Linked DNA regions of Mus musculus: regions 1 and 2 are each linked to region 3. A link is a contact called in public ChIA-PET and promoter capture Hi-C data. All regions are on one chromosome and are shown on one strand. Each heading gives the region's core, a stretch centred on a gene start, on an enhancer-like site or on the middle of the called end of the contact. The rest is flanking DNA. Distances are from core to core; before and after follow the strand shown.

What was found. ChIA-PET counts read pairs in DNA pulled down with a chosen protein or histone mark. Capture Hi-C pulls out chosen DNA fragments and counts their contacts.
Region 1: a promoter capture Hi-C map of adipose tissue shows a contact between it and region 3. The contact joins the promoter of Nutf2 here to the promoter of Zdhhc1 in region 3. A contact is called at or near these places in 2 of 39 promoter capture datasets (cranial neural crest and second pharyngeal arch cranial neural crest), 3 of 115 datasets of contacts at active chromatin or transcription factors (bone marrow-derived macrophages, embryonic stem cells and large pre-B cells) and 2 of 9 other capture datasets (adipose tissue and pancreatic islet).
Region 2: an RNA polymerase II ChIA-PET map of effector CD8 T cells shows a contact between it and region 3, with 7 read pairs. The contact joins the promoter of Ranbp10 here to the promoter of Zdhhc1 in region 3. A contact is called at or near these places in 2 of 39 promoter capture datasets (both in the C10 cell line), 3 of 115 datasets of contacts at active chromatin or transcription factors (bone marrow-derived macrophages, effector CD8 T cells and extraembryonic endoderm stem cells) and 2 of 9 other capture datasets (macrophages and pancreatic islet).

The regions. Positions count from the first base shown.
Region 1 is chr8:105,859,170-105,861,869 of GRCm38.p6, forward strand. Nutf2 (nuclear transport factor 2) reads left to right here and starts at 1,364. Exons shown (of 5, transcript NM_026532.4): 1 at 1,364-1,536.
Region 2 is chr8:105,825,824-105,828,523 of GRCm38.p6, forward strand. It overlaps Ranbp10 (RAN binding protein 10), which reads right to left and starts at 1,385. Exons shown (of 14, transcript NM_145824.5): 1 at 1,127-1,385; 2 at 255-366. The coding sequence starts at 1,361. Tsnaxip1 (translin-associated factor X (Tsnax) interacting protein 1) reads left to right here and starts at 1,921. Exons shown (of 16, transcript NM_024445.4): 1 at 1,921-2,004. The coding sequence starts at 1,964.
Region 3 is chr8:105,495,613-105,498,312 of GRCm38.p6, forward strand. Zdhhc1 (zinc finger, DHHC domain containing 1) reads right to left here and starts at 1,450. Exons shown (of 14, transcript NM_175160.5): 1 at 1,198-1,450.

The DNA of each region.
Region 1 (2,700 bases), core at 114-2,613, 360 kb after region 3:
TTGCTTGTGTTTTGTTTTCTTGGTGGGGTCAGGCTCCTGATGTGTCGCCAACAGGGTAACATGGAGTTCTTAGTGACCAAGCAAAGTGGTCTGGATAGACAGAGGATTTTTTTTCTCTTTTTTTTTTTTTTTTGGTTTGTTTTGTTTTTCGAGACAGGGTTTCTCTGTCTCCTGGAAGTCCTGGAGCTCACTCTTTAGACCAGGCTGGCCTTGAACTCAGAAATCTGCTGTCTCTGCCTCCCAAGTGCAGAGATTAAAGGCACGTGCCACCACTGCCCAGTTTAGACAGGGGCTTTAATCAAGAAGCTTAGCCTGGTTTTATCAGTCATCTCCAGGAGGTGGGGTGAGGCTAAGAGGGCAAAACAGAAGTATTAAAGAGTCTTCTGACTAGGAAGATAGGGGTGTTTGCAGCCATTTTCCTTTTCTGTGGTTCTGTGGGTTGGTAGCAGAGCCATTTGCCCAGCACAGGCGGGACGGAGAGGCGTTACTTCAAATATTTGTGTCACCCAGGAAACTGAAAAGGATATTGAAAGTAAAGGGGAAGGGGTGGGAAGATTATTTACAGTCTGGCCATTTAGGAAAATTACGTTTCGCCAGTTATCTTTCAATAAAAATTAAAGTTGGAAGGTGAGCTGGCTCCGTGGGTCGCTAAACCTGAGAGAATCTGATTTCAAGGCCCCCATGGTGGAAGAACTGACTCCAGAAAGCTGCTTCTCTCCTCCACACCCATGTCGTGGCTCATCCCTCCTCAACACAAATAAACAAACAAAAATAGTTGCCCTGTCTGCTCCAACAAAACAAGTAAACCTGGAAATCAAAAAAAGAAAACCCTCACGATTCTGTTTTTAAAAATACCTCTCTGTACACGTGAGGTTAACCTCTCCAACTATGGGCCCACCTTAGATGAGTGTTTAGAGTTTCAATAAAAACCTAGTTACCTTCCAACCAACTTTGGGATAAGTGGCTTCCTCTGAGACACAGCTAACTCATTGAACAAGAGAGGAGTGGGTTTCGCCCCCGTGGGTTGATGCTAGAGGAGCAGAGCTGGTAGCCAGGGCGCCTAAAGGGAGTAGGCTTTGGACTAGGGGCCTAGGGAGGGGCTGCTGGGACAAGCCAGCCAGCTCCAAGCTAAACCAGGCTCCCATGGAGGCGGGGTCAGGCTCCATAGGCCACATACACTTAGGCGGGGCCAAGCCAGCTGGGACCCAGCTACAACCGAGACCTGATCCTTGCCTGGCGCCAACTCCGTGTTCCAGAGGCTTCCGCTAGACCACAATTCTCAGGGGCTCACCCGGACCGCCTCCCTCCCTAACTTAGCCTCTCCTCCCGCGCTGCGAGCCGTGGCTGCGCCTCTGCGAATGGCATTCTGGGAAATGTAGTTCTAGCTAAGCTCACTAAGGCGTATAAGGAGCATACTGGGACTACGTTTCCCTGAGTGCAGCGGGACGGGCGAGGGAAGGCAAGGGGGAAGGGACAGTCGGTCGCAGACCGCGCTGGGTTGCCGCCGCCGCTGCCGCCATCGTGCCAGCCCCACGGGTGAGTGTTGGGGCCAGCGCTCCGGGGCGGGGGCTGGGCCGCAGGAGCCGCGCTCTAGGCCGCCGGGAGCTTCTGCTTCGAGGCCCTGGGAGGCCCCTCCCCTCTTCACACCCCCACGGCGGCCCGAAGAGGCACGGGGCCCGCACCATGTGTCGCGCGCGGCTCCGCCTACCGCGGATTGTCTGCGGCCGCGGCCCGGGGAATGCTGAGAGCCTGATGGACGGCTGTCCGGGCCACCCTGTGTCTTGGCTGATGGCCAGATCTTTTTCTTTTGTCCGGACGATCAGGATAGCTCTCAGGGCCCGGCCCTGTGTGGCCTTGCCTGGCTTGCTCGAATCCTGCAACCTCTGCAGGCAGGTTGGCGGGCCGATCCCAGACCCACGTCCCACCACCCGCCGGCGAAGATCCGGGGATGGGCAACGCCACCCAGCTCGCTCCAGAGCCAGCATGGGTAAGGGTGGCCCTCCTGCCGCTGCTGGGGCTTGGGACCATTGCCCGGTTCCAAACCATAGCCCGGCTAGGATGTAGGTGAACGCTTCTCTGCTTGATTGCCTGCTGGGAGTGCACGAAACTTAACCTCTACCTCGGTAGAACCGGTGCTGCAGTGTCCAGCATGGAGGACAAGGGCAGGGATTCTGGGGTGGGAGGGGATGCCTCGTGGGACTTTACCTCTAGCTAGTCCTGGAAAATAAGGACCTAGTATCTTTGGAGAGGCAGCTCCAATCTTATCCATGACTAGACTCCAGCTCTGGGGTGGGTTGTGTGAGCCTCCAGTGTTTTTGTTAGATTTCTCAGTCAGGGCCCAATTCTAAAGTACGTTAGAACCTCCTAGAGTTAGCAGGAAGATGACTCCTTACTGAAGTGATGAGGTCGGATTTAATTCATGAAGAAATGGACTCCATGCTTGAGGTTTTTGAGCCCAGAGAAGGTGGAAGGGGCCTTGTGCCTATGGCACTGGCTTAGACTGTTTTTGCCTTTTGAAGTTGTTTTGTAGATCTAGAACTAGAAGTCACGATGTCTGCTTTCTCTTCACGTGTGCTAGGGCTGCCTGTGAACAGTCAAGAAGCTGGATGGGTCTAGAGAAAGTACCTTAGCAATGGCACCTCAGGTCATCCATCACCTTGAATTCCTGGAGATGTAGTGTATTTGACTAGTTACTAGTAG
Region 2 (2,700 bases), core at 135-2,634, 330 kb after region 3:
CCCCGATCTATGACTATCTAATTACAATACAAAAAAAAGTGCCCTCCGCTCCACCTATAATGTGCCCACTGCTCTCAAAGCCCACTCACTGTTCAGACCAGATCGTGTCTCTAGTCAGAGGAGTGGTAGCCCGGATCCAAGTAGGTCAGCAGGCTAATATCAGTCCCTGATACTAGTTCAGGAGCTTCAAACACTGACAACGGGGAACATCAGTCCTATGTTGAGGAGGGAAAGGGATAGTTAAGTAGGCTTACCCATCTCTTCCTTTGCTGACAATCTTTACTTCAAAATAGTAAATACCACAGGCTGCTGGGATGGGGTGGGTGGCACGTACAGAGGCTGCATCTTTGTGATTTTTGCCATGACCTGATGTAAGAAGCCAAGGAAGGAATGTCAACACCAGAAAAACGCAAATGAAGGCCTCCTTTTTCTCTACGCCATGGTAAATTCAACCCTCCCTGGCCAGAAGAAGTTCTTGTACTCTCTGAGGAATAATAAGACAACTGAGTAAACACTTAAGCCTCCCGCCTTTAGATCATCTCCACCCCAGACCAACAGTCCTGACAGAGATATTGTCCTCCACAACAAACAAAACAAGGTAGATACAGGCAACAGAAGTGTGTGAGAGACACTGAATACTGTTGTCCGTCTCTCCAGAATCCAAACAGCCCAGCCTGGAGCCCAGGGGAAGGAAGTGGCAAAAATGGAAGTCACCAACAACAACTTTAGCACACAGCGCCTAGCCCAGTCCCGGGATGACTGGCAGCCAGGCAGCCCATGCACTTACTGTGGCAATGTTACCACCTCTTTTTGCAAAAAAAAGACTGAAACTAAGCCGTGGTAAAGGGCCTAGCATAAATTGGAGCCAGCTCAGGAAAGAAGGGTGGCCCTGAAGTGGAAGGTCCTGTCTAGTTTTGGACATTTAATGCAGTTGTCTCTGAGTCTAATATTTAGGAACAGAGCAAAGGAAGCAGGGTAAACCCCGGCCTGACCAACCCCTCTACTCTGGACGTTCCGCTGGGCTAAGGCCCAACTCTCAGAAAACCCGGGCAAAGAAAGGGAAAATGGGCACAGCCTCCCTGCAGACGCAGTAAACTTGTCTCCCAGCGGCCAGACCCGCTGATACCTTTGTAATGGACACGGAGGTTTCCCTGGGAGAGGCCGATGTAGTTGTACTTGTCCTTGGGGCTCCAGGAGCGCGGCAGCGGCGTCTCGTGCTGATTAACCGCAGGGTACAAGCGCTGCAGGCGCCGACTCAGTTCCTGCTCTCCAGGTGACGGTAGCCCGCCCCCGGAGTCCCCACCGGAGGAGTCCCCAGCCTGCGGGTTCCCAGCTCCCGGGTCTGCCGTCGCCGCCGCCATCTTGGAGGGAGCTGCTATTGTGTCACTGGGGGCGGGGAGGAGTGCAACCAGATTTGCCTTGCTCAGCCAATGGGCCGTGAGCATCCCAGGGTCGTAGGGAAACTGAGTCCGAGTCCCGGCAACCTTTCTCTGGACACTACTATACTTCGCCAGATTTAGACTACATATCCCACAATGCATAGCGCTGTAGAAGCCGGCCAACGAGGGTTCCTGGAGAACTTCGGAAGATGTAGTACATCACTGCTCACTCACAAGCCAGTACAACGAAGACTCCGAACCACTGAGAACTACCATTCCCGACTGGCCAAGTGGCCAGACCTCGAAGCTCGCCTTCCTCGTCCACGGTCTCACTTTATTCTTCTGCCTCAGTTCTGTAGCTAATATCAAATTTGCTGTATTGACTGGTTCTCAGAATACCCCATCCCCAGCTCCAGGTCTACTTTTACTGCTTGGCCTTTCTCCAGAGTGCTCACGGGGGCGGGGGCTGGAGGCGTGGCTCAACTGTGAGCCCGCCCTCAACGCAGAGGCTGCTGGGGTCTGGTCCCTATGGCAACGGACTGTACACTACCGCAACGGCTCAATCCTGCATCTGCTCCAAAGTCATGGCCAACCTACAGGAGCGTAAAAGTTTCTCCAAGCCAAGGTAGCACCTGGCCGGGCTGAGGGCGGGGAAGACTTGAATATTTCCAAAAAGAAAAATGACACTGATTCCGATCGCTGCACTGTCTGTTCTTTGGGTAGGACTTCAGCGCCGCAGAATCAGCGATACAGTTGTAATAGAATTGGGGCTGACTCGTCAGTCCAGTAAGAACGTTACAAGCTGCCAAAAGTGCAGGTGTACTTTATCGTAGATAGATGATCTTAGCTAGACACTAAAAAACGAAGTGCCTTATTATAATTATATGTGAAATTCTCACAACTCCTGTTTATAAGAAGCATTCAGTTTCCCACCTGCTCATTCCCAGTAGTGGAAGAAGGGCGAGAGAGGTGATTTCATTCTCAACTCTAATCTTTCAAGGTCTGCTGCCTTGGTAGAAAAAGGCTACAAAAGGACAGCCTGTTGAACAGTGAGAGTTGCAGGACAGTCAGGGCTATATGGAGAGACCCATCTTAAAATAAATGAATTAAAATAATAATAATAAGCCTACAGAGGTTCCAAGGACAGAAAATACCAATGTTATGATTGTCCCTGAAGGAAAAAAAAAGTCTCCGAGAAACAGGCAGCAGCAGGTTGAAAGAGACAACTGTTTCCCATCAAAGGCATAATCCAGGAAAATTACTGTCTATGAAAAAATATGTAATAGGGCTGGGGCTGTAGCTAGAACATGCCAGGACCTGG
Region 3 (2,700 bases), core at 200-2,699:
AGCCTCGGGGAACACCCACCAAGAAAAGTCATTAAGAACAAAGGGTGACAGAACAAAGTAAGAAAAACAATAGGGGGAGAAAAATCTAGGCTAATTAAACACCACAGCTGCTTTTATTACATCTCCTGGTGATTATCTGTATACAGCTGGTCTCCCACAACCAAAACATCAGCTCCACAAAAGGAGTGACCACCCTCATCTAACCTAGCTCGCCCTTGGTAAAGGAAGTGAAGCCACCCACTTCTTACCAGCTCTGCTACCCTAAGATCACTGAGCCCTTATGCTGTTTCCATAATAACAGCCGTTGCTGCCACTTAGAAGGCACTTATTCTACGCCAGGCGCTGCTTGAAGCGCTTACACAGAAATTCACTTAATTCAATACTCTGAGGTAGCCCTATGATTTCAAACTGTTCCCACAGATCTCTAGTCCTTGGTCTCATATGTGGCCTCCCCCATCCACCCCACCTCCACGATCCCCTGTTACTTTGTCTCATGACACGTGACACGAGAACATGACAACAACACTCCGTATGCACAGATGAGGACCGGGAGAGATTTGTGGGTTCCAGGAGGCTCGGCTACACTCGCTGCACTATGGTAATCTTCAAATGATTTCTGCTCAGCAGACAGAGAGGATAAAGCCCTTTTGAAAATTTGAAACTCATTAAACGCTTCAGGGACTCCCTTCACGTTCTGGGATAAAAGTTGAAAACCCTCACTTTAGGAACTACCCTAGCATTTCCGTCCCATACTATACTAATGCTCTGCTACCTGGACTTTTTTGTTCGCTTTTCCCTCTTTCAGAAACACCCTTCCCCTAGTCGCAATTCCGGCTCCTTCCCAGCCTCCGTGTTTAAGCATCACCTTTAGGGCCCACCCGAACCCTTAATGAGACCTGAAATTACTCTAGTCACGTGTCTGGCGCCTGTTTCCCCAACCCATCACTTAATTCTCTGTGGGTTGCGAAGGCTGAAGGCTCGGAGGCCCGACGCATGGCACATTGCCTGGCGATCGGTGGGCGCTCAGTGCGGATCTATGGCCCTGATTAATGATAAAAGGAAGTCCCGCGCTCCACTGGGTCGGCGAAACCCAGCAGCAGGCCGAGACAGGCCCAGAGTCCCGCCAGGCACCGGCGCAGCGCGGGCCGGTGGCTCAGGCCAAGCTCGGAGGTGAGAAACGCTGCAGCCGCTCCTCACCTGCGCGTGGTGGCAGCCGCGCCAGATGCGGCCTGCCAAGGTCAGCCAGCGGCTCGGCCCCGCCCTGCCCGTCCACCCTCCCCAGGGCGGCCGCACTTCAGACCGTCCGGGCAAAGTCGGTCCCCCGGACACGGAGGAGACGCGTCCCGGAGCGCGGCTCCATCCCGGACGGAGGTTGGGCCTCAGAGTCCTTCCGCCTTAGCAAGGACCCGCTGGCAGTGCAGCCGTGCCAGGCCAAGGCAGGCTGGGCCTTGCCCGGCGCGGGGCCCGTTCCCCTGGCAACAGCGCGAACTACGGCGCCCCACAGCGGCCAAACCGCGCTGCGTCACTTCGCAGGAGCATCGTGGCTCTGGGCGGAGTTTGCCAAGTGCCCCCTGACTCTAAAGCATGCCCACTCTCATTTTCCCCCATAACCTTTCACAGGGAAAATACACTCTCTTCCACCTCCCATCTACAATTTGTCTTCCAAGAATCCTACTCTCCTCAAAACGTGTCATGTATCTAGTTTCTCCTCTAAATCACTCTTGGGAAGACCCCAACTAATCTAGGGTTTTTGCTCATTTTCTTTTATTTTAAATTGTGTGTGAGTGTGTGTACATGTGCGCGCACGTGTGCATGTGTGTATTAGAAACAGGGTCACATGCTGGCCTCAAATTTGCGATTCTCCCACCTTTGCCTCCCAAATTTGCTGGAATTCTAGTAAAGATATGGCTGCTGCACTCTCAAAGTATGTGTTAAGTGCCAGGCACATCATGAGGAGCACTCAGGGATTCCTGCCCTTGAAGGAAATAACAGGTTGAAGGAGACAGACCTAAACAAATGCCTTACCCAACTGAAAATGTGAGCAACTACAATGTAAGGTGTGAAGTATAAGAATTTAGTATTGATAACACAAAATGTCTAATTTTTTTCTTCAAATGTTTTGTTTTTTGTTTTGGGGGGTTTTATTGTTTTTGTTTAGGGGTGTGATGGGGATTGAGACAGAGTAGTAGCCCTGGCTGACCTGAAACTCACTATGTAAACCAGGCTGGCCTCAAACTCACAGATCTGCCTGCCTCAGGCTCCAGAGTGTTAGAATTGAAGCATGTGCCACCACATGCTTTTTTTAAGAAAAGATTTATTTGAGGGGAGCTGAAGAGATGGATCATAGGTTAAGAGTAATGGCTGTTCCTCCAGAGGTCCTGAGTTCAATTCCCAGCAACTGCATAGGGGGTGGGGTGGGGTGTTCATAACCATTTATAATGGGATGTGATTCCCTCTCCTAGTGATATATATATATCACTCATATATATAAAATAAATAAACAAACCTTTAGAAAAAGATTTATTTGTGGGTCAGGGGGAGTCAGAGAGATGGCTCAGCAGTTAAGAGCACTAAGCACTCTTCCAAAGGACCCAGGTTCAAACCCTAGCACATGTATGACAGCTCACAACTGTCTGTAACTCCAAGATCTGACACTCTCACACAGACACACATGCAGGCAAAACACCAATGCACATTTTT